7 separate regions of the Mus musculus genome follow, and regions 2, 3, 4, 5, 6 and 7 are each linked to region 1. A link is a contact called in public Hi-C, Micro-C and promoter capture Hi-C data. All regions are on one chromosome and are shown on one strand. The core of a region is the stretch at or near the end of the contact, and the rest is flanking DNA. Distances in the headings are between cores, read along the strand shown.

Region 1 (2,832 bases), core at 216-2,715:
CAGGGATCAGGGAAGTGGCTCGTGAGGCACCGCTTCTTACTTCTGAACTATTGGCCAATGGTAGATTCTGGGAGAGGGGGGCATTGTGTTCAGGTATCCAAGGCTGACCAGCATTTGTGTGAGTCTGGCTTATTTCACTTAGCAGGGTCATTTCTAGTTCCAACATTTTCCCACAAATATCATGATTTCATTTTTCTTTGTGGCAAAGTAAAATTCTATTGTGTATATGTACCGATTTTAAAAATCCATTTGTATCAGTTTAAAAAAATCCAACTGGCAACAGTCATCTAGATCAGTTCCATTTCTTGTGGTATGCAGCCTTGTACCGCACACAGTGCATGTATCTCTGTGGTAGGACTTAGATCTTTGGCTACATAAGATGTTGTACAGGCAGGTCGAATGTCAGTCTTCTGAGAATGCTTCATACTGATTCCTGCAGCGGCAGCCCCTGTGTGCATTCCCACCGCCAGTGACCACAAAGAAGTAGGCACCCTGTCCATATTGCTTATCTCTGCAACCACAGCATGCAAGGCAGTGCTAGGTACCTAACGTGCTCAAATGAAACTCCGTTCCAAATATAGTTGAGTTTGCTTTTAAATGTTACATATGAAATCTAGCATGGAATGATTTAGAAAGTAAAGCTTCCAAAACAAAAATCTAACTGTGGAAAAACAGTATAATTAAAAATTAGTGCCGGGCATCCTGGCCTGAGCCTGTAACACCAACACTAGGGAGGCAGAGGCAGGACGAGGATCAGGGGTTCAAGATCACCTTCAGCTAAACAAGGAGGTAAAGCCTACCTAACTAGTCTCAGAAAACCAACAAACGAGTAACAATCGCGGCTGAAACCATCCCTAAGAAACAGACGTGACCTCGACTTGTAAAATGGATAATCTCTTGTCTTCATCTAGTTTACGGAAATCTCTACAAATAAATAAGTAAATGTTTTCATTTTCATCTTCTTCCCAAAGTTCAGCAGCCTTCCCTCCAGGTCTCTCATAGCCTCACAAAACAAAACAAGCAGAAACACTCCAACAGGTTCTCGGAAAACAAGCTCAGATGGAGCTTTCTGGAGCCGGTCCAAATCCCCGGAGTGCCAATGCAGCGAGAGACTTTCCGAACCGGCTCCCGCTCTCTCTCTCTCGGCGCACAAGAGGCCGGGCGAGCCAGCAGGCCAGTGGGGTGTGCGTGACCGCAGCCCACCCGGTGGCCCGGTCCTGCCCCCGCCCCAACGCCACCTGGCGTGCAGCCCACACTCACTTCCCTCGCACCCGGACTGAGAGTCCCGCCTCCGGGCGGCTCCTCCCCTGCGCGGCTCCGGGGTCGAGGTCACGCACCTCCGGGTTCTGAGGTCACCAAGTCTGCACTGCCCCGGGCTCGGCCCCGGGCTGGGCCCCGAGCTGGGCTGCTGGGCTGGGCTGCTCACTAGGCAGAGCCCGACTCACTGGGTCACGTGTTACCTAACTGAGGTGGGCGTGGCTGCGGCGCAGGGAGAGCCGCGCAAGCCCCACCCCGCGCCCATGCCCGCGCATGCGTGCCCGCGGCAGCTCCGGTAGGCCGGTTCCCTGTGGGCTTTGGCTGTGGTAATTTACCTGGAAGTTGGTTTTTTTTCTTGTTTGTTTTGGGTTTTGTTTTGCTTAATGGTCCAAATGGGACTATATCATACTGCCGAATGGTAGTTTAACTTTTTTGCTCACAGAAAAAAAAAAGTTAGATTAAGCTCCTTCGTACTTAGATCTCTATCCACACTTCTGAACCTCAACTAGAGCTAAATAGAAATGGAACTACTGGGTGTATGAGCCTAAAGAATTTTCAGACTTACGTTACATACCAAGTACCCAGTGGCTCTGGGTTGTTTGTACTTGGCATGGTTTGTACTCTGAATGATATATGTAGAGTGGTGCCTGTCTCTCCACATTCTTGCCAGACTTGAGTGTTATCTTTTTCTATCTCCATAGTGACTGGAGCCCTGGTGAATGTGTATTTTGTTTGATATGGGCATAGCCGTATCAAGGAGCCCAGTGCCTTAGAGCCATGGGACTGGAAAAGCCACCCCTCCTGTCTGACGTTCTAACGTTAACGGGGTGTGCAGAAATGTCCTCTCTAGCTTTGTCCTCCTGGATGTTTACCGCCTGAAGACTGGTCCCCCACAGAGACTGCTCCTAGTGATGAGCTAAGCCTGTCTCCTTGTTCAGCTGTATACTATAAACCCTGCCATCTTAATTCAGCTATATGTTGAACTGTAACCCCTCTCTGTGTCCAACTGTATGTATTAAACAGGCTGGGTTCCCAGGGTTCTGCAGCCTTTTCCATGAGAGAGCCCAGACCATGTCATCCCAGATTCTGTGGATGTGTGTCTGTCACGCCTTCTTTCCTTTGAGGCCCGTTGCAAGGATGCAGCACATCTCCATCAATTTGACTGGCTATTATCTTAGTAAAATCTGTGAAATCTATGAAAGAAACCTAGGTGATAGTTAATAGTGTCAATGTGTCCAGAGCTAGAATCACCATGGAAACAAAGTTCTGGACATGGCTGTGAGGGATTTTTTTGATTAGGCTAATGAGGTGGAAAGGTCCACCCTAACTGTGGTGGTACCATCCCACTCGGTGACTTGGGCTGAAGAAAAAGGAGCACCAGTGTTTATCTCTTTCTTGACTTGGATGCAATGTGACCAGTTTCCCCAGGCAGTGCTGCCCATGTTCCCTGTCACGATGCTCTTTATCCTCTGGAACTGTGAGCCAAAGTGAACCACCCTTTCCCCAAGTTGCTCTTGCTGTGTGTTTTATCACAGCAATTAGACAAGGGACTAGTAGACCCCGCCTACAAACACC
Region 2 (2,832 bases), core at 172-2,671, 500 kb after region 1:
GGCCCTCTACAGACTTGCCTATAGGCCAATCTGATGGAAGAATTTTCCCAATCAAGGTTCCTCTACCAGATGACAGTAGCTTGTGTCAGGTTGATGACAAACAAACAAACAAACAAACAAAAAACCAACAGGGACATTTGGATATTAAGGGAATCTTAAAATTTGTGAAGGAAGCAAAACAGGACTCCCAGATGTAGGTAGAAACCAAGAGAGAAGTGATTGGAAGTTAGCATGCTCTCTGCTGTAAACTGCTGCAGGTAGAGTTTTCTCCTCGGATTATGCAACAGACAGAATTGAGCTCTCATATCACTAAAAGATTCTACTATATTACTTCCTTTGGTTGTTCCAGTGCAGAAGGTCAAAGGACCATTGAGAAGAGTCGGTCAAGACAGGACTCATTAAAGGGTAGGTTGATGACACCTAGTCTTGCAGAGCACTCTTTCCATAACTCTGGACACCATCTACATCAGAAAGTAAGTAAGCGTAGCTCCAAAGAAAGCCAGAGGCACACTCAGAACTTCCTAAAACACATCTTGACCACCTTTTCCTTCTTCACACCGGTGAGATAGCAGAAGTAGCTGGTGAATGTTTGCAGCCTATAGGCTGCCATTTATATAGTCCAGTTAAATAAAAAGGTCCTTGGCACACCTTTCGTTGAAGCAAAAAGAGAAAGTAAAAGCAAAACTCTAACTGCTAAGTGGGATGGTGCTGCTGGCACTACGTGAGCTTTACAGAAGGCATCCTTTCCCCACTGACAGGAAGTGACCTGCACTTCTGTTAGGGGCCAGCTGAGTTGGGGAGCATTTGGAAATAATAACCAGATTAGATGAGCCTCTGCTCATGGGGACTGGGAAGGGCATCCTAATACTCCTTCCTGGCTGACTTCTGGGGACAATGGTTGAACCTGATTTCCTTTTCCTTGCGTTAAGTGGGCACAGTAAAGTCGTGATGGCTGGGAGTCCTTGTGGTGTTGGGTGAAGGCTCATCATTGTCCCGGAGGTTCCAAGACGACCAAGGGGCGACAGGGATGTAAAAGGAGGTGGTGAACCTCAGGAAAGCATGATTTCAGGGGACAGTGGAGGACCAAGGGGCAGAAAAGTCTCTGGGAAAGAGCTGTGGGCCTCTTCTAGGCAGAGGGTCCCTCCGCACCACATGGCCTTGCCCGCTGCTCTCCTAGGCCAGACCTCCCTACTTGTCTGCTCCAGAGACACAGAGAGCAAAGCGATCGCGACCCGACCCGAAGGAGGCAAATGCTCAGAGCAGCAGCGTCGAGGTCGCCCGGTTACCTGAGCTCTCAGAAGGCTCCACAAGCCCGAAGGACCGCAGCAACAGCAGGAGTAGCCCCGCCGCCAGGCCCGGGGTCACCCGGCCCGTCCGCATCTCCAGTCCCAAGCCTCTCCTGCCCGCACCGGCTTCAGCGGTGAGCCCCGCCGGCCTCACCACGCCTCTGGGGCAACCTCTGAGGCGCGCAGACCCCGCCTCCGCCGCGCTCGGCCAATCAGAGCTCCGCTTTGGGTCCCGGGCCCAGCGGAGGCTTTGCAGGAGTCCCCACCCACCCAAGGCAGACCTCTGCGAAGGCTCGGGACCTCCAGAAGGCGGGAGGAGTGCACAGGACAACCACAGGGTTTGGGAGTCCACTCCCCATCTTCTTAAGCAAATTTGGGGAAGTGCGGCTCTGTCAGTGTAGCATTTGTCCTTCCTTGTAGAGAGACAAGGCGGTGAGCTAGGGCTTCGGACCTTGGCTGGTTGGAAATGTGCACACAACCACGTGGGGTCACTATGGACCGCGGGGTGGGGGGGTGGGGGTGGGGAGTGCACACTTGGATATGCGGTGACCTCAGTTGTGCTTAACAACATCATAGTCATTTTGGAAGTATGAGTAAAGGTGGAGTAAAGGAACGTTGGGGGGTTGACCTGAAATTGTCAACCCATATTAAACGTGACAGTTATTCCAGCAATTGTACTACTTTTAAGGAGATTTAACTATTGGACCTTTGCAGAGTTCTTTTTTTCCCCCCATTAATAATCTAGTAGTAACAATCTATTTGAAATGTGGAAGTCTGCACCCAGAATCTGAAATTCAAGCCCATTTATTCTGTCCCTTGGACAACGCTACCACAAATAGGACAAGTTCCAAACTAACTAACTTGCCTAGAAGTGAAAATTTTTTGAAATATTTATTGAGTATAGGGTACTTGAGATAGCTCTCATCCCTGTTCCTCAAAGGTGGCTATTATCCTCAGGATTTGTCTAGGTCTACTTTCCAAGTTCCAACTGCCCAGGTGGTTCTAAACTCATCCTGGTACCATACTTCTCCTCCCATGCTTTGGCCTTTGTGTTTAGTGGCTACACAGAGCACTTAGCATAGTAAAGAGGCACGCCTCGATTGCCTTCTGGCCTTATGGAAGAGTTGAAGCCTACACAATAACTTGGGCAAAGTGCACAGGAGGATCAGACAGAGCATCCAGAAAGGTAACTGCTCAACCGGAACTGGAGAGATGGCCGGGGTTTGGGGATGGGGGAGTAAAACAGAGGCAAAGAATGCAAAGTGAGCTTGGAGATCCAGTGTGACTGATAGTAGGAGAGAGAGAGAGAGAGAGAGAGAGAGAGAGAGAGAGAGAGAGAGAGAGAGAGGGATGGAGGGACAGAGGGAGAGAGAGAGAGAGAGAGAGAGAGAGAGAGAGAGAGAGAGAGAGAGAAGGGAGGGGGAGGAAGCAGTTTCGCGACCTTAAGATCCAGACAGTAGAAAGCATTAGCCCAGCACCTGCCGTTTCTGCAGCTGCAAGCCCTTGCTTTGGAGCCCACCTGACTTGAAGCTCCTTGAAGATGGTG
Region 3 (2,832 bases), core at 150-2,649, 430 kb after region 1:
TGTAACTGAGTTTCCTGCCACACGGGGTGACCTGTTCGTCTTCGGTCAGTCTAGGCTGCTTTGGGACCACTTCTCTGTTCTCTACTGTGAGAACTAGGAGAGGTCATCACCAGTGCTACCCTGGGGATGGATCTTCATACCAGGTGATGAGTGTATCGTCCCGATACACGATGGCAGTGGGACATTACTTACGCAGCTTCTCGCACGTGGACTGCACTTCCTCCGGTGTGACTGTCTTATGCCTGTTGTTGGTAATCATGAAATTGTAGCAGGAGTTCTGGAATGGTATCCATGGGGTGCTCTGTACAGGAGACGGGCATTTAGCAGTGTCCAGTGCTCTGACCTCCTCCTCAGTCTCATCTGGGGGAAGAAAAGTTAATGGTAAGAACTCTAATTTCGGATGTAAATGTTAAATCCTGTTCACAGTCATTAGACTTGATTTGTGGGAAATATGAAGGAAGTGAGGAAGTGACAGCCTTGTTCTGTTTACACTTGAATATAGCATGAAGCATGCTGGCTCTCTGTGGTGAGGAAATTATCTGACATAATTTTCTTACTCCTGCTGTGGAGTGGAGGAATGTGAAAAAAAAAGAGGCGTTTTTAGGTTACATGAGTTTCTGTCTTCCTGTTTTATTAAATGTCAAGTGCCAGGAGCCTCCTCAGAGGGACTCTATAAACATATTAATTAACAATAGGCATCTAACTGCAACCGTGAGATTCACTCTCACATTTCTGCTTACTGATTTCTCTAATTTTAATGAAATAACTTCAATGAAATAGTTATTCTTTTAACAAAATTAAACAGAAATATCATTTAGAAAATGGCCTTTAGAATATCTCATTTTTTTTATTCTATGAAAGTAATATATTCAAGAGGATGCAAGTATAGATACGCTAAAGTCAAAATAATTCAGATTCATTATGTCTTAGAGACTATCTGGCATTTTCCTCCCATTTAGCAGCAAACCCCTTTGTCTCAGAAACAGTGTGTTCTTTTTACCACAAACCCAAGAATGTGGGCCCCTGACAGGGCTGGGGATTGCATATTCTCAGGCTGAGGCCAATGGATTCTAGGAGCTTGAAAGGTTGGATTCAGATGTCATACACTCACCTCATTGATAGGCAGAAGAGAGAGTTGCAGAGCAGCCATGTTCTGCTACTGGGCAGAAAGGGCAGAAAGTTCACAAGGGGCAGAGTGCAGACACAGAGAGAGGCAGAAAGGACAGGCGCACACATGGTACATCTCTGGGTTTCTGTTTTCTTGTTGGTGTCAGGAGATTTTTTTGGTTTGTTTTATTTTGTGTTTTGAGATAGCGTCTTGCTATCTAGCCTTGACTGGCCTGGAATTTCCTTTGTAGACCAGGCTGGCCTCACGCTCATAGAGAGCTGCTTGCCTGAGGCTCCCTAGTGCTGGGTGTCTGAAGCCCATTTCCGGGTGGTTGAGTTCCATCTTTGTTTGCAGGGTGGTTTTCTAAATTCCCTTCTGACTGAAGCTGCCTCAAGTGAGTGCAGCTCCCCATAATCAACTGAGCCTTTGTTTGTTTCTGAGACAGGGGCTTGCCTGGCAGCCCAGGCTTGGCTGAGCTTTGCCTGGTCTTCTGCTCCACCTCTGAGTGTTGTCCTTAAAGGTATGTGCCACCATGCCTGGAATTTTAACAGTGGCTCACGATGTTAGTCATTGATGTTAAGGATTAATTAAGGCCAGGCGGTGGTAGTGGCGCACGCCTTTAATCCCAGCACTCGGGAGGCAGAGGCAGGCGGATTTCTGAGTTCGAGGCCACCCTGCTCTACAAAGTGAGTTCCAGGACAGCTAGGGCTACACAGAGAAACCCTGTCTCGAAAACAAAACAAAACAAAACAGAATTAATTAATAAAGAGTTTCCATAAGTTAGCTTTGTAAGTATATAAAAGTAAAACTATATGTGACATGAGGCAGAACGGGACTGTATATGTCCATCAATGTCAATTAACATAGTCAGCTGGTATACAAAAGACAAACTCCAAAGTAAGAACTAAGGACAAAGCAATCCATAATCAACAATTATGAATACAAATCCTTGCACCAGTTCTGTTGGGGAAAAAAATGACTATGGTGGGAACTGGGGGTAGCTCTGTGGTTAAGAGATGTCTGCTCTCACCGAGGACCTGATTTGATTCCCAGCACCTATATCGTGGCTCACAACACGTGTGACTCCAGTTCTAGGATTGTGACGTCCTCTTCTGGCTTGATGGACACTAGGCATGCACGAGGTGCACAGCCACGTGTACTACCCAAACACGCAATAATGATACACTATGATAATGACTTTCTTATAATCCCCTAATACAAAATAAGAGTTTGCAAAACCAAACAGACACAGTTTTACTACTCCGGATGGGTAAGGGGATGGAAACAGTTGCAATCCACATACTTCCTGGATAGTAGCAAATGGCGCCAGGCTGGTTATCATCACAGTCAGCTGTTTTCCAGAATCCATCTGTGTCTAATATCACGCAGTCATCAAGTTGCTCATTGCTTCCAGCCCAGTTACTAAATTGAAGACGTTTCCCATCTGACCAACCAAAGTTGAGTTCATCCTATGAGGTGTAGAAATTCATTTCAGAGACAACATTGACATTATTTCTCTATATTACTTTAACCCATGAGATCAAATGTTTATTAGTTGCATTATTTCTCTATATTACTTTAACCCATGAGATCAAATGTTTATTAGTTGCATTTTGTACTGTGTTAAGCATTGTCTTAAATGTTTGAATCCTTGTGACAACCATTTGAGAGGGCCCTCGTGTCCTTTCCACAGGTCACTGAGACTGAGTGAGTGTGGCTGAAAC
Region 4 (2,832 bases), core at 104-2,603, 400 kb after region 1:
CTTCTGCTCTCAGAGAGGCAGCACACAGCCCGACTGGTCATCCGTGCTGCTCTACAGGAACCCAAGAAAAGAGCTTTGCAAGCTCAGAGCAACTCAGTGTGCTAGGTCTTCAACACCCAGGGCCTTTAAAATATCTCCCGCTGTCAGCCGATTTCACACAGAAATTTATTTAAAATGCAGTGAAATCCAGTGGAGGAAAAAAAAAATCCCTTGCATAATCCTGTTACTGAAGCCCACACAAGTGTCCACTTAGTTCTTGTTTACTTTGCTCTTTCATTCTCGGAAAGGATTGGTAGGATTGGTAGTGTTTTTTGGAAGGAAATCTCCCCCAGGGTTTCCCCATTAACATATTTTGACGTGCCTCCCCGGAAAGCCTGTTTAAAGAAAAACACATGCTCGGTGGAATTGTCTGTGTTCCTCGGGGTGTGTGTGTGTGTGTGTGTGTGTGTGTGTGTGCCATTTTGCAAGACTAATTATGTCTAATTTTTCAGATGTCACTGTATATCAGCCGACCAAAGGTTTCTCTAAATCGCAGTGTTTGTAGTGAGATCCCAGCCTGGCTTCTCCTCCCTCTGGATGCAGGGGTTATGTGGCTGAACTCTTTTCCTGTTTTAACAACTTGCCCACTAGCCATGGGACAGGGCCTGTTTCCTCCCTCCACCCCCAGGCCTCACCCCTTCCCTACTGCCACCCATTGAAGGGCTCTACAGTTCCTCTACCCTCTAGCGAGCTAACCGTCTTGGGGGGTCTGAGGTGAGGATACAGACACGGTGGAAGTGGGGTCCTCTGCTTTGGCCTTTGTCCCGGGTCTGGCTCTCTGAAGCCACCCAGCCTGAGAGATGGTTGCGGGATGGTCGGAGGACGAGGCACGTGGCCATCGGTGGGAGCGGGGACTCTGCACTCTCCGGGGCGCGGCAGGGGAAGCTTACCGGCGACGATGGCAGTGGCGAGGCTCAGCAGCACGAGCGAGGACAGCGCTGCGTGGGGCATGACTGCGCGGCGCCGAGAGCGGGCCGGGGGCGGTGCTTGTCGGGTGCGCAGCTCCCAGCTCAGTTGCGACGCCTCCCACTCGAGGCGGGGGAGTGGAGCCCAGGGTCGCACTGCTGGGACGCTCAGATCCCCAAGCGGCGGACACACCGCAGACTCCAACTTCTCTTCGTTAAAGATAAACTTCTCATTTGAACTGAAGTAATCTCAGACTTTCTAAAATGTTGCAAAAATAAATAGAACTTCCCGTAATCCTTGCGGCAGCTTCTCCAAATGTTAGCATCTTACATAACATCAGTGCAAGGATAGGAACCAGGACAGAGCATTGGTGGAGCACTGTTGACTAATCCATAGCACTTGTGGCATTTGACAATTATCTCTGTTCTAGGACCCTATCCAGGAACAAGCACATTTGGGTTCGTCTGATGTTTCTTCTTAGTAGAATTGTTTGTGCCCTTTTGGCAAGAATCATACAGAGGGACAAAGATTGATGGACTTTGGTTATTTAATGAAGGTGGTGTCAGCAACCGTAATCTCCCTTTTCACAATTCCCTCCTGGTGGACTATGCCTCTTAGAAAATATATCTCTGCCACTAGTTACTGTATCGAAAGTAAAGGAGAATAACGGAACAGGAAGGTTTGACTGGGATGGGGGTAGAAGCACAAGTTAAAGGAAGGAATATGGGATGGGACAGCTAACACAGCCTCTATGGGGCAGGAGAAGGAAGCGAAGGAAAGAGGAAGAGAGGGAGGGAGGAGAGGGGAAGGGAAAGGGGAAGAGAAGGAGGGGGGAGGGAGAGAGGAAAATTTTAATGGAGTTACCTTACAAGAGGGAAAGAAGATAGATACCACCTAGCAAATAAAACCCCAGTACCAAAAACGGGTTCTTCTTGAGTTGTTGCCAATGGAATCTCATAAAGCCCCAAGAACTACAGGTCAGTGCCAATAGTCTTGGCTATCTTCAGAACTTGTTGGTAAGCCCCTGTGGCCGAAGAAACCACATCGCTGAGTCAGGTAAGGTGGTCAAGATGGCACTAACTTGGAAGCTTCAACTCTCCCATTTAGCTTTCTTCGCTCCGGGAAGTGCTTGCTGTGCACACGGATGTAGGAGGAAATACTTCTTTCTCCTCCATTCGTGTATACAGCACACACCTCTATCTCATCCAGATATGAACCTTGTAAGGTACAGCAATGATGGGGCCCAACAAGATATGGGTACTGCTGTGGTAGTTGGATGAATGTCACAAAAGTAACCAACCATTTTATGATTGGATCTAAGTCCCGCCAGTACCATACCTGGCACTGTGCCAAGAACCTGTGGCTAAATAGATTGCAGTCCCTAAGGGGAAGCACAATGCTATTATTCTGCTAAATGGCCATAGTATTAAAGTAATTCCTAGAGACCTACTGCTTTGCCCATAGATGAGCGTATCTCTCAACCTTCATCAGAAAAGTGTCTCCTCACAGTAAATGGCAATTAATAGACACCTTCCACTAGTCAATGTCCAGAAAATAAGAAACCATGGAGGGCTTGGCCCTAAGTGGGATTTGCATATTGCACCCCTCCCCTCAAGGTTCAGGAATCTTTGAGGAAGAAAGGTCAGAAAGATAGTAAGAGTCAGAGCTCGTGGATAGCATCAAGGAAACTGTCTTCTGGACACGACTGGGCAGACGTACATGTAAACTCACAGAGATTGTGACCATATGCCTGAGATATATGAAAGCTCAACCCAGATAAAAATCCCACCACTGAGGCGCTAGCAGGGCACAGATTCTTACCAGTGGACGAAGACCTAATGGCATTTAATAGTGCTGAGAGAGGGAAAGTTAATTTTCTTTAAAGAT
Region 5 (2,832 bases), core at 186-2,685, 360 kb after region 1:
AGAGAAAGACAAGGTATCAAAGAAGTGGGCTAAGACAAATCCCTGGGGCATCCAAGATGATTTGATTTGAGGAACAGCCTCAGGTCAGACTGTTGGTAAGAAGGTGAGAAAATGTTCTTCTAAATAAGCCAAGATAATTATGTAGAAGTGGGTACTCAGCATTGATGAGAATTGAAGAACCGTAAGATGCTAACCCACGTAATGGGCTAAGGATGTGATGTAAGCAAGGACACAGTGCTTGCTGCGCAAACTTGAGGTCAGATTCCTCGCACCCTAACATTGCCCCAGTCGGAGCACTGGAGTTCAGCTAGTCTAGCCAAATTGGAGAGTTTCTGATTCAGTTACAGACACAGCAGTCTCGAAAGTTAAGGGAGGCAGTGATAGAGGAGGGTACCCAGTGGTAGCCTCTGGCTTCCATGTGCACACACATGAACATACGTGTAATATGTATACACAAATTTTTCTAAGTGAAAAGATAAGATTGATGATATGTATGTTAAAGGGAGACACTACCTCATAAGCTCTTTTCCCAACAAGCTAAGATACAAGGTAGCAAATTAGGATACTATATGGGGTCATGTTGAGGTAGGGAAACATTGGAGCGTGTGTTTAAGAGGGTGTTGGGTTGGAGCAGGGAAAATCTGTGAATAGAATCAAAAGAAGGCATCTGGAGCACAGGGTGGATGGAGGAGAGCTGTTTCATGTCCAGGAAGCTCGTGTACATACGCATGTTGATCTGTTTATTGCTTTCGGGGGGTGACCTGCTGTATAAATGTTTCCATTTTCTTAGAGAAGGAGGTCTTTAATTGAGGGATAGGTTAGCAGATCTTTAGATGCTGGGAAATAACATTCTGGGGTGTAGATTAAGATTTTTTAGGTAACATTAATGTCCATATAATTTTAGAGAGAGGGAAACGATTTAATGGCAGAGTACCTCCTGTCATTTGTAAGATCCTGCATTTTAATACTCAGCCCTGCCAAAAATATTGAAATGAAAGACATGCATTTTTAAAGAGTGGTTTACTGATTCCTTGACACAGACATAGATTGAAATACTTGGCTCCTTTGCTAATGAATATGATTAAAGGTAAGTGCAAGATAAATAACCAGGAAGGGAGAAAGGATATCAATGTGATGTGTTATGGTGTTAAAATATGCTGGAGAATAGGAAGCTTTCAGTCCCATTGTGTTCTTCTGGAAGCATTATGGTGACTAAACAGTCTATAACAATTGGATGAAAATATCATGATTTCACATACAGCTCCGGCAAATGGGCAGCATAGTTTCTCAGCTTGTTTCTTTTTCTTTTTGTGAGGTGCAAAGGAAACTCCCAGTTCCCAAACTCCAAAAGGCAGAGATGAGCTCAACCTGGACTATTAAGTATTGCTGCCTATTAGACAGAAGCCAGCATTCCTAAGGGACTTGTGAAACCAGTTCCTACCTGCCAGAAGTAGTCACTTCCTTTAAGTCTGGCAGAAGGGACACATAGCTCTCTGGTGACATATACCTATGGTTGCCTATCAAAGCTTTTGCTGGTCCCCAGGCTCCTTTGGTATCACAAGTGCCTGTTGTGTGACCTCCTTCCCCCTAGCGTGCTGGTTTCTTACTTACCCACAGGTCCTGCCTCCATTCCCCTGTTCCTCTCACTGAGTTCTGTTTCCCCTCTGCTACTCTCCACTCTTGCAGATAACTCTGTAGGAGCTTTCTCTGACTTGGATTCCTCCAGAGAGGACTCTGGTTGTTTTCTCTCATTCACAATAAAAACTTCATACACTTTTTTTTTAAAGGCTACTTTTTAAGAAAAAGGTTTGATGCTTACTCTTTTTCTCAATCTTCAAAGTCTCTGGTTGTAGATTTGTGCAAGTTCATTTAAGATTATGAGTGGAGTTGAATTTAAACCTCTCTCGTCACTACTAATAAAACTTAACTTTAGGACAGATTTCAATTGGTAGCTGTATCTAATAATCCCCAAATAGTATAATATAAAGGCCTACTAAAGTCTAACTATGAGGACCTACTACTGTGGAGCTACTGCCTGTGATAAGCAAGTGTTGAATGTAACAAGTATCCCCCCACCGCCTCCAAAATTGTCAGTGTTAGCCACATTGACCTTTTTACAGTGTGTAATTTAGTGGTTACTTGAAAACTATTTCATCACCCAATGCAGAAAGTTTGTAGCCAGTAAACTGTTAATTCTCTCCCCATCTCCCTCTTCTCAATACCTAATATTTTGATAGCCTTGGTCTTTTGGCCTTTTTACATTTGCATATCTTAGTAGCTACATATAAATGCAATAGTAAAATATTTGTTATCTCTTTACCAGCATATCTTGGGTTGAGCCATGTTGTAAAATGTATGAGGACTTAATTCTACTAAATGTTGAAATCAGCTACTTTTATCTGAACAGAGGTGGATGCCCTTTTCCTCTTTTAGTCAGCAGGGCAGGCACTTTGCTTAGATCACAAACATGGCCGATATGTATGCTCTGATACCAGAAGTACTAATCTGTGTATGTCACTAGTGTTTGAAGTGCTAGGTCATTAAACAAAGCTTTCATTCCATGGCAGCATCCTTCAGGAGGAAGTAAGGAGGTCCAGATGATGTCACATTCCTTTGCCTCATTGTCAGCTTCCCATAATTACAGGATAGATGAATATGTGGGATTTTTAAAAAGGTATCTTAATGATGGGTGGAGGTGTGAACATCATATAGAACCTATTTGTCATTGTACATGGTTAATTTTACATACATTTTATTTATTGCAATATTGTAATCTTGTCTTGTATGCTGTTCTACCTCCAGTATTTTCACCTTGAGCTTAGGACAGAAAAG
Region 6 (2,832 bases), core at 184-2,683, 360 kb before region 1:
AGAGACTGTGGGGCCTGTAGTAGAACTTCTCAGGTAATATTGAAATGGCCGTCGGAGTCCCTGACCTGTGGATGCTGTGATCTGCCCCAGTGAAAGAGGTGTTGGTTATCAATTTCACCCTTTTAATTTTCTCTAGTTTTTACTTTGCTAGTCCAGTTTTTACTTTTGCAAGATCTGAGATGGCATTGGATCATGCAGGTGTTGGTAAGGTGAGAGAAACCCTTGAAAGCCTCCGGTGAATGCACCTGAAGTGGCATCTAATTTTCCACCCAAAGGGGCCACACTCACTACCTGAGAAAACCAGGAATGATGCAGAACTCCTGTCGCTCCTTTGGATTCTTTTCCTGCACGCACTCATTTCTATCATGAAGTCCTGGGCCATGGCTGCAGGTTGCTGAGAGCAGATGAAGAAAATTTCTGGGCCTCCTTCACTGTCTCCTTGGAAACTTCAAATTTAGTTTGCTGTGGCTACAACATTCCTCAGGTCGGGCGGTGGTGGCTCACGCCTTTAATCCCAGCACTTGAGAGACAGAGGCAGGCGGATTTTTGAGTTGGAGGCCAGCCTGGTCTACAGAGTGAGTTCCAGGACAGCCAGGGCTACACAGAGAAACCCTGTCTAGTAAAACAAAAACAAACAAACAAAAACAAAAAACAAAACAAGATTCCTCAGGTAACATGCCGAGACCTGCCAGGCCTCCTGAGAAGGAAGACTTCTACTACACCTCAAACCAGGTGTGTACTTCTAGAACATTCTTAGTACCACACACAGACACACAGACACACACACACACACACACACACACACACATTCTCTCTCTCTCTCTCACTCACACACACACACATCATCATCATCAAAACAAACCTCTCTGACTTCAGCTTCTGACCATGAATGTCCTTTTCTGGACTCTGGCTCTTGCCATCCCTGTAATAAGAATCTCTGTGGCTAACCTTGGCCGACCTGCATAATCAGGTATCCATGCATCTCAGGATCTTAAATCAGTCACATGACAACTACCTTGTGTGAGCTAGTTCATTCAGAGACTTCCAAGACCAAAAACAGAGGTGATTCCGTCAAACATAATCAGACCCTGCCAGGTTTTCTCAGCCTAGCCAATCCTGGAGTTCAGTGCCCCGACCCCAGCAGGTTTAAGCCTGGCCAGCTCTTCTAAGGCTCCAGGCTGCAATCAGTCCATGAGCTCCTGCCTGGCTTCACAGCATCGATGCAGCTTGGAGGCCTGAGCATCAGGAAGAGTTTTATAGGTCAGCGCAGGAATTTCAATCTCGGTGTCACGGACACAGTGGGTAAGCACAAAGGGAACACAGTTAAAATGTGCTTATACTTCGGCCAGCCCCCATTCTTTCCAAGGCCTGGCTTCTGAGGGTGTAGCTCCACGGGGGTGGAGCTGGTCCAATTTCATGCAGGACAATTCTGGGAATTCTAGGATGCTTAGCATCCCAGACCTTTGCTCTATAAAGTCTCGCCTCATCCTCCTCCCCACCAACCATTGTGACAATCAAAACAGACTCCCACGCACTTCCTAATGACCACTAGCAGGGCGGCATTGCCAAAAACCTCAGGCAGGACGATGCTTATCTGTGTAGTTGAAGGTCCTCAGGGAGAAACTGTTTCTTAGAACACAAACAAACACTTGGTCAGGTTTTAAATGCTGGGTCCCAAGTAAAACCCTAAACTCTGAGGGCTAAGGTGGCTCCTGGGGAGGTTTGTGGTGGGGGAAAAGGAGCTGTCAACTTCTCCATGATCCCCACTGCCAGCTTGATGACCTCAGTGAGAGTTCAAGGCCAGCCTGGACTACTTGAAACTGCACTTCAAAACAAAAACAAAACAAAAGCCAAGAGGTGCTCCCCACTCTTCTTGCTGATGGGTTGATGCTACGTTTCGATATGGTTTGTCCATTCTGAAACTCCTGTTGGAAATTTGGCTGCTACTGTGGGTGTCTCAGAAGGTGAAGGCTTTGATGCAATAGTTAGAGGAGAATTACAGCCTTTCCTGAGGGACTGAGTGTACGTTTGAGTGAGAAAGTTGTGATAAAGTGTACCCACACCCCGTGTTCCATCTCTTACACAGATTGCCCTTCGGTTCTCTGCTGTGTTCTGACCCACACACGTGGTCATGGATTCCAGAGTCACGAACTATACCCACCGCTACACTTTTTAAGTTACAAGGTCTCAGATGTTTTCTCATAGCAACAGGAAATGGTATATGATTGCGTGTAACTGATTTATCTTCTCTGATGGGGTTTTGTGGGGTTTTTTTAGAGCTTCCTCCATGGGAATCTTTGTCACAACTCACAGTACCTAAGAATGCTTTACATGGCCTGAGGTCATGGCCCCGCATCCCTATATCCTTGGCAATGTACATGTATGTCCTATGTACATACAGAGAGGATAAATATGTCTTTCCATGGAAAAGAGGGCAAAATCTGGAAGTCCATTTTTGTTCCATAGATGGTGTCCACGGCCTAACTTTGAAATATTATGCCTATCGCAGCTCAACACGGAGCTGAGCCTTCCATTGCAATATCCTGCTATGGTTACAGATTCAGAGAGCATTTCCAGGGCAAACAATGTAAGAGATGATGCTCAAGTGCTAAGAATCGCTGAGTCCCTGAGTTTTAGGTTTGTTTGTTTTGTTTTGTTTTGTTTTGTTTTTCTTTTATAACCCTGGCTGTCTCTGAACTTGATCTGTAGACCTGGCTGGCCTTAAACTCAGAGATTACCCCTGCCTATGCCTCCCAAGTGCTTGGATCAAAGGCATACACCATCACCACCCAGCAGGTTTTCATAGCTTTGACAAGAGTATTTAACTCGTGT
Region 7 (2,832 bases), core at 181-2,680, 290 kb after region 1:
TAATTCTGTTGATAGTTTTCCTAACTGGGTTAAATACTATTCCATGTTTCTTGTGTGCATCTCCTAGGGGCTCACTGGTATAGTGAGACAGATATGCTGACATCTCTTCTGCCATAAACTTCATTCTTTCCTGGGTCGGTCGATGGATGACTTTCTTCCTCTTCTGTGAATGGCCAGTCCTGGCTGCTGCTTTTTCTTTTATTATTCCTTCCTTCCTTCCTTCCTTCCTTCCTTCCTTCCTTCCTTCCTTCCTTCCTTCTTCTTTCCTTCTTTCAGGGCCTTATATGTCCTTGGTTGGCCTGGAACTTGATTTGTAGATGAAGAAGACCTTGGGTTTCTGATCCTCCTGCCTCCACTTCTTAGGTGCTGAGATCACAGACGTGTGCTCCCTTGCCTAGGTTTATACAGTGCTGCGGATTCCAGAGCCTGGGGCTTCTTAGGCAAACACTTTACCCTGCTTTAGCTCCTGTGTGTAACACTTCTTCAAGCAGGCATTCGCAATGCTCGTGTATTCCTTGTGAATTAATTTAGTTTGTGCTTATACTGGAATTCCATGTCTGGATTGGTTCTCAGAGATAAGTGTGAGACATGGCAGTATTGGTTGTCATTTATTTATTGTTTGCGCTTAAAATGGGTCATTATGTGCTTAGCTGGCTTTATAAACAGGGCATCAGTTTTTACTTGGAACTTACTTCTCGCTGGTGTCCACATCTTTCCCTAGCATCCAGGATTTTTCTGCTATGATTCAGCTGCACATACTTTCAACGCCTTCACTGTGTCTATTAGGGATGTCTGTCTCTCACTCCCTTGACAGAGACAGAATTCTTAAGAATATACTCGATGGTTGTGGTGGTGGTGGAGCACGCCTCTAATCCCAGCACTCAGAGGCAAAAGCAGGTGGATCGCTGAGTTAGAGGCCAGCCTGGTCTACAGATTCCAGGCCAGCCAGGAATACACAGAGAAACCTTGTCTCAAAAAGACCAAAAACAAAAACAAGCACACAAACGAAAAGTTTAGAAATACTTTAAACCTAGTAAAAATCAATTGTTAGAATTGGAATGGCTTCTTCCTAGATCCAGGTCTCCCAGGACTGTGTTTAGGGGAGTGACTGTTGAAGCGTAGTCCTTTGCCATTTTGCCTGCTCTGGCTGTTTTGCCTAGGTTCAAGCCATCCTAGCAGGACTGAAAATGTTTTAAAGATACTTGGGTGCCTTCCCATCATACTATTGAAAACAGTAGTTTCAAGAAATTTGGAATTTTCCAGGGAATTTGATCCTGCGAGAAGAAAAAACCTGGGCACAGTGCCAACCACAGGAGGCGCTTGTCTCTCAGATGGGTATTTACTTCACACAGTCCTGACAGCTAATCACGCCAGTTCACTTCACTGGAGCCAAGCAGTGATGAGCATGACCACACCTTGGCCAGTGTGCTTAGTCATGCACACCCTTGTCTTCCATTTAAGTCTAAGCCTGAGCTGGCAAGCTGGCTCAGTCAGTGACGTGGTTGCCACCCAACCATGAGAACCTAAGTTCAGTTCCTCAGAACCCACATAAAACAAAACAAAACAAAACAAAAGCCTAGGTGTGTGGCGAGATCTTAGACTCCAGGTGTTAAGTGGAGACAGACAGATTCCTGAAGCCTGGCTAGTGACTTAGGGACCTCCAGCTTCAGTGAAAGACCCCATCTCAAAGAATAAAGTGGAGGTGGTGGAGAAAGATATTCCATACCAAGTACCTTCTGGACTGCAAGTGCACATGGACAAGTGCACGCACACACACACACACACACACACACACACACACGCACACAGACAGACAGACAGACAGACAGACACACACACACACACACACTATACAAAAACTCAAGCCAGGAAGCTGAAGATGAATTTGAGGGATGGTTAGTATACCTTTGTTCCTCTTTCCATTCAGTTGTGGCTACATATAATAAATTTCCTTTTTCTGTCTTTAACTATGCTGTGTATGAGTGTTTTAACTGGCCTCTGGAGGTGGGTGGCTGAGCCACGGTGGGGCCAGGCTCTGACCCTAACAACTGTGGTAACAAAGCCAGTCAAGAATCACTTGTCCGTCACACTGCATTCACTATAGATGCCTCCCTTCATTGCACAGCAGAACCCAGTGCTAGTCACACTTAGCTTTGTGGTCTGTGGGGCCAGTAGGTTCTCACTTCCCCTAGACACCACTGTCTTTATGTAGCCTGAATTGGCTAAAGCCCCAGCCAATAGATGTTGTCTGAAGTGTGTCAGAAGCAACCAGCAGAGTTCAGCAGGAGGAGGGAGAACTTGGGAACTCAAACCTCTGTCTGCCAATGTTACTCACAACTTTCCAGTCCCACCCAGTGTAAGAAGCGGAAATGATTACTAAACTGAGGCAAGACAGAGACACTCAGAGCAGAGCAGAGCCCCTTACTCAGAAATCATGTTGATGCCTCTTCCCCTCAGAGATACAAGAATTGCAGCACTATTAACAACTGCTTAGAGCCCTTCTCCCTTCATAGCTATAAACCTGCAATTTCCTAGTAATCTCACCTGAAAGCCATTTATAGGGAAAGGATGTGTCCTAAGCCTGTTGTGTAGCCCTGGTGGCTTCAGAATTTACCTTATGAGACTGAAATTCCATTCAAGTTATGCCCGAATCACCTTATAATATCACTCATCTAAAGAGAGAGAGAGAGAGAAAAGAAAAACAACAAAACAAGGTCTCTTTGCAAACTTGAAGATGTACCTTGCAAACCACCAGAAAGGCATATATGGCCAATGCTGAGACAAGTACAGCGCCCCCTTGAGCCCATACACAAACTTGGCGACTCTGGAGCC

Evidence for each region. Promoter capture Hi-C pulls out the DNA fragments that hold promoters and counts their contacts. Hi-C and Micro-C count contacts between places; a contact is called where the count stands out from the background.
Region 2: a contact with region 1 is called in a Micro-C map of embryonic stem cells, with 2.8 times the contacts expected there. The contact joins the promoter of Ly75 here to the promoter of Wdsub1 in region 1. A contact is called at or near these places in 7 of 39 promoter capture datasets (the 3T3-L1 cell line, 3T3-L1-derived adipocytes, the C10 cell line and 4 more), 3 of 484 Hi-C or Micro-C datasets (embryonic stem cells, natural killer cells and regulatory T cells), 3 of 115 datasets of contacts at active chromatin or transcription factors (large pre-B cells, memory CD8 T cells and stem cell-derived neural progenitor cells) and 2 of 9 other capture datasets (adipose tissue and liver).
Region 3: a contact with region 1 is called in a promoter capture Hi-C map of embryonic stem cells, with 2.0 times the contacts expected there. The contact joins the enhancer-like site here to the promoter of Wdsub1 in region 1. A contact is called at or near these places in 11 of 39 promoter capture datasets (the 3T3-L1 cell line, the C10 cell line, the HPC-7 cell line and 4 more), 1 of 15 datasets of contacts at CTCF or cohesin (pro-B cells), 1 of 115 datasets of contacts at active chromatin or transcription factors (embryonic stem cells) and 2 of 9 other capture datasets (adipose tissue and liver).
Region 4: a promoter capture Hi-C map of pre-B cells shows a contact between it and region 1. The contact joins the promoter of Cd302 here to the promoter of Wdsub1 in region 1. A contact is called at or near these places in 5 of 39 promoter capture datasets (the 3T3-L1 cell line, hippocampal neurons, liver and 2 more), 1 of 484 Hi-C or Micro-C datasets (embryonic stem cells), 1 of 115 datasets of contacts at active chromatin or transcription factors (pancreatic cancer cells) and 2 of 9 other capture datasets (adipose tissue and liver).
Region 5: a contact with region 1 is called in a promoter capture Hi-C map of macrophages, with 7 read pairs. The contact joins the enhancer-like site here to the promoter of Wdsub1 in region 1. A contact is called at or near these places in 9 of 39 promoter capture datasets (the 3T3-L1 cell line, the C10 cell line, the HPC-7 cell line and 7 more), 2 of 484 Hi-C or Micro-C datasets (the HPC-5 cell line and nephron progenitors), 1 of 115 datasets of contacts at active chromatin or transcription factors (embryonic stem cells) and 5 of 9 other capture datasets (adipose tissue, embryonic stem cells, liver and 2 more).
Region 6: a Hi-C map of uterus shows a contact between it and region 1. The contact joins the enhancer-like site here to the promoter of Wdsub1 in region 1. A contact is called at or near these places in 19 of 39 promoter capture datasets (the 3T3-L1 cell line, 3T3-L1-derived adipocytes, the C10 cell line and 10 more), 2 of 15 datasets of contacts at CTCF or cohesin (embryonic stem cells and pro-B cells), 21 of 484 Hi-C or Micro-C datasets (the AtT-20 cell line, the MC3T3-E1 cell line, bone marrow-derived macrophages and 10 more), 13 of 115 datasets of contacts at active chromatin or transcription factors (bone marrow-derived macrophages, craniofacial prominence, embryonic basal ganglia and 6 more) and 3 of 9 other capture datasets (embryonic stem cells, macrophages and pancreatic islet).
Region 7: a contact with region 1 is called in a promoter capture Hi-C map of hematopoietic stem and progenitor cells, with 2.2 times the contacts expected there. The contact joins the enhancer-like site here to the promoter of Wdsub1 in region 1. A contact is called at or near these places in 12 of 39 promoter capture datasets (the 3T3-L1 cell line, 3T3-L1-derived adipocytes, the C10 cell line and 7 more), 1 of 484 Hi-C or Micro-C datasets (nephron progenitors), 1 of 115 datasets of contacts at active chromatin or transcription factors (bone marrow-derived macrophages) and 3 of 9 other capture datasets (adipose tissue, embryonic stem cells and liver).

What each region holds. Positions count from the first base shown.
Region 1 is chr2:59,881,141-59,883,972 of GRCm38.p6, forward strand. Wdsub1 (WD repeat, SAM and U-box domain containing 1) reads right to left here and starts at 1,466. Exons shown (of 11, transcript NM_001379396.1): 1 at 1,338-1,466. It overlaps Gm52554 (a long non-coding RNA gene), which reads left to right and starts at 1,539. Exons shown (of 3, transcript XR_003954039.1): 1 at 1,539-1,552.
Region 2 is chr2:60,381,852-60,384,683 of GRCm38.p6, forward strand. It overlaps Ly75 (lymphocyte antigen 75), which reads right to left and starts at 1,422. Exons shown (of 35, transcript NM_013825.4): 1 at 1,287-1,422. The coding sequence starts at 1,380.
Region 3 is chr2:60,315,897-60,318,728 of GRCm38.p6, forward strand. It overlaps Ly75 (lymphocyte antigen 75), which reads right to left. Exons shown (of 35, transcript NM_013825.4): 26 at 2,412-2,577; 27 at 193-360. Among named protein-coding and RNA genes, the nearest start is that of Cd302, 33 kb to the left of the region's middle. Within about 2 kb of position 1,400, at least 5 of the 459 cell types and tissues checked have an H3K27ac peak or open chromatin away from gene starts, as enhancers often do. A contact at or near this core is called in embryonic stem cells, where this site is marked.
Region 4 is chr2:60,283,131-60,285,962 of GRCm38.p6, forward strand. It overlaps Cd302 (CD302 antigen), which reads right to left and starts at 1,354. Exons shown (of 6, transcript NM_001290660.1): 1 at 930-1,354. The coding sequence starts at 990.
Region 5 is chr2:60,238,081-60,240,912 of GRCm38.p6, forward strand. All of the region lies in intron 6 of Marchf7 (membrane associated ring-CH-type finger 7), which reads left to right. Among named protein-coding and RNA genes, the nearest start is that of Marchf7, 30 kb to the left of the region's middle. Within about 2 kb of position 1,436, at least 13 of the 459 cell types and tissues checked have an H3K27ac peak or open chromatin away from gene starts, as enhancers often do.
Region 6 is chr2:59,525,663-59,528,494 of GRCm38.p6, forward strand. No RefSeq gene overlaps it. Among named protein-coding and RNA genes, the nearest start is that of Gm39831, 15 kb to the left of the region's middle. Within about 2 kb of position 1,434, at least 15 of the 459 cell types and tissues checked have an H3K27ac peak or open chromatin away from gene starts, as enhancers often do. A contact at or near this core is called in uterus, where this site is marked.
Region 7 is chr2:60,170,576-60,173,407 of GRCm38.p6, forward strand. It overlaps a transcript of Baz2b not described here. Among named protein-coding and RNA genes, the nearest start is that of Marchf7, 38 kb to the right of the region's middle. Within about 2 kb of position 1,431, at least 174 of the 459 cell types and tissues checked have an H3K27ac peak or open chromatin away from gene starts, as enhancers often do. A contact at or near this core is called in 3T3-L1-derived adipocytes, adipose tissue, bone marrow-derived macrophages and 3 more, where this site is marked.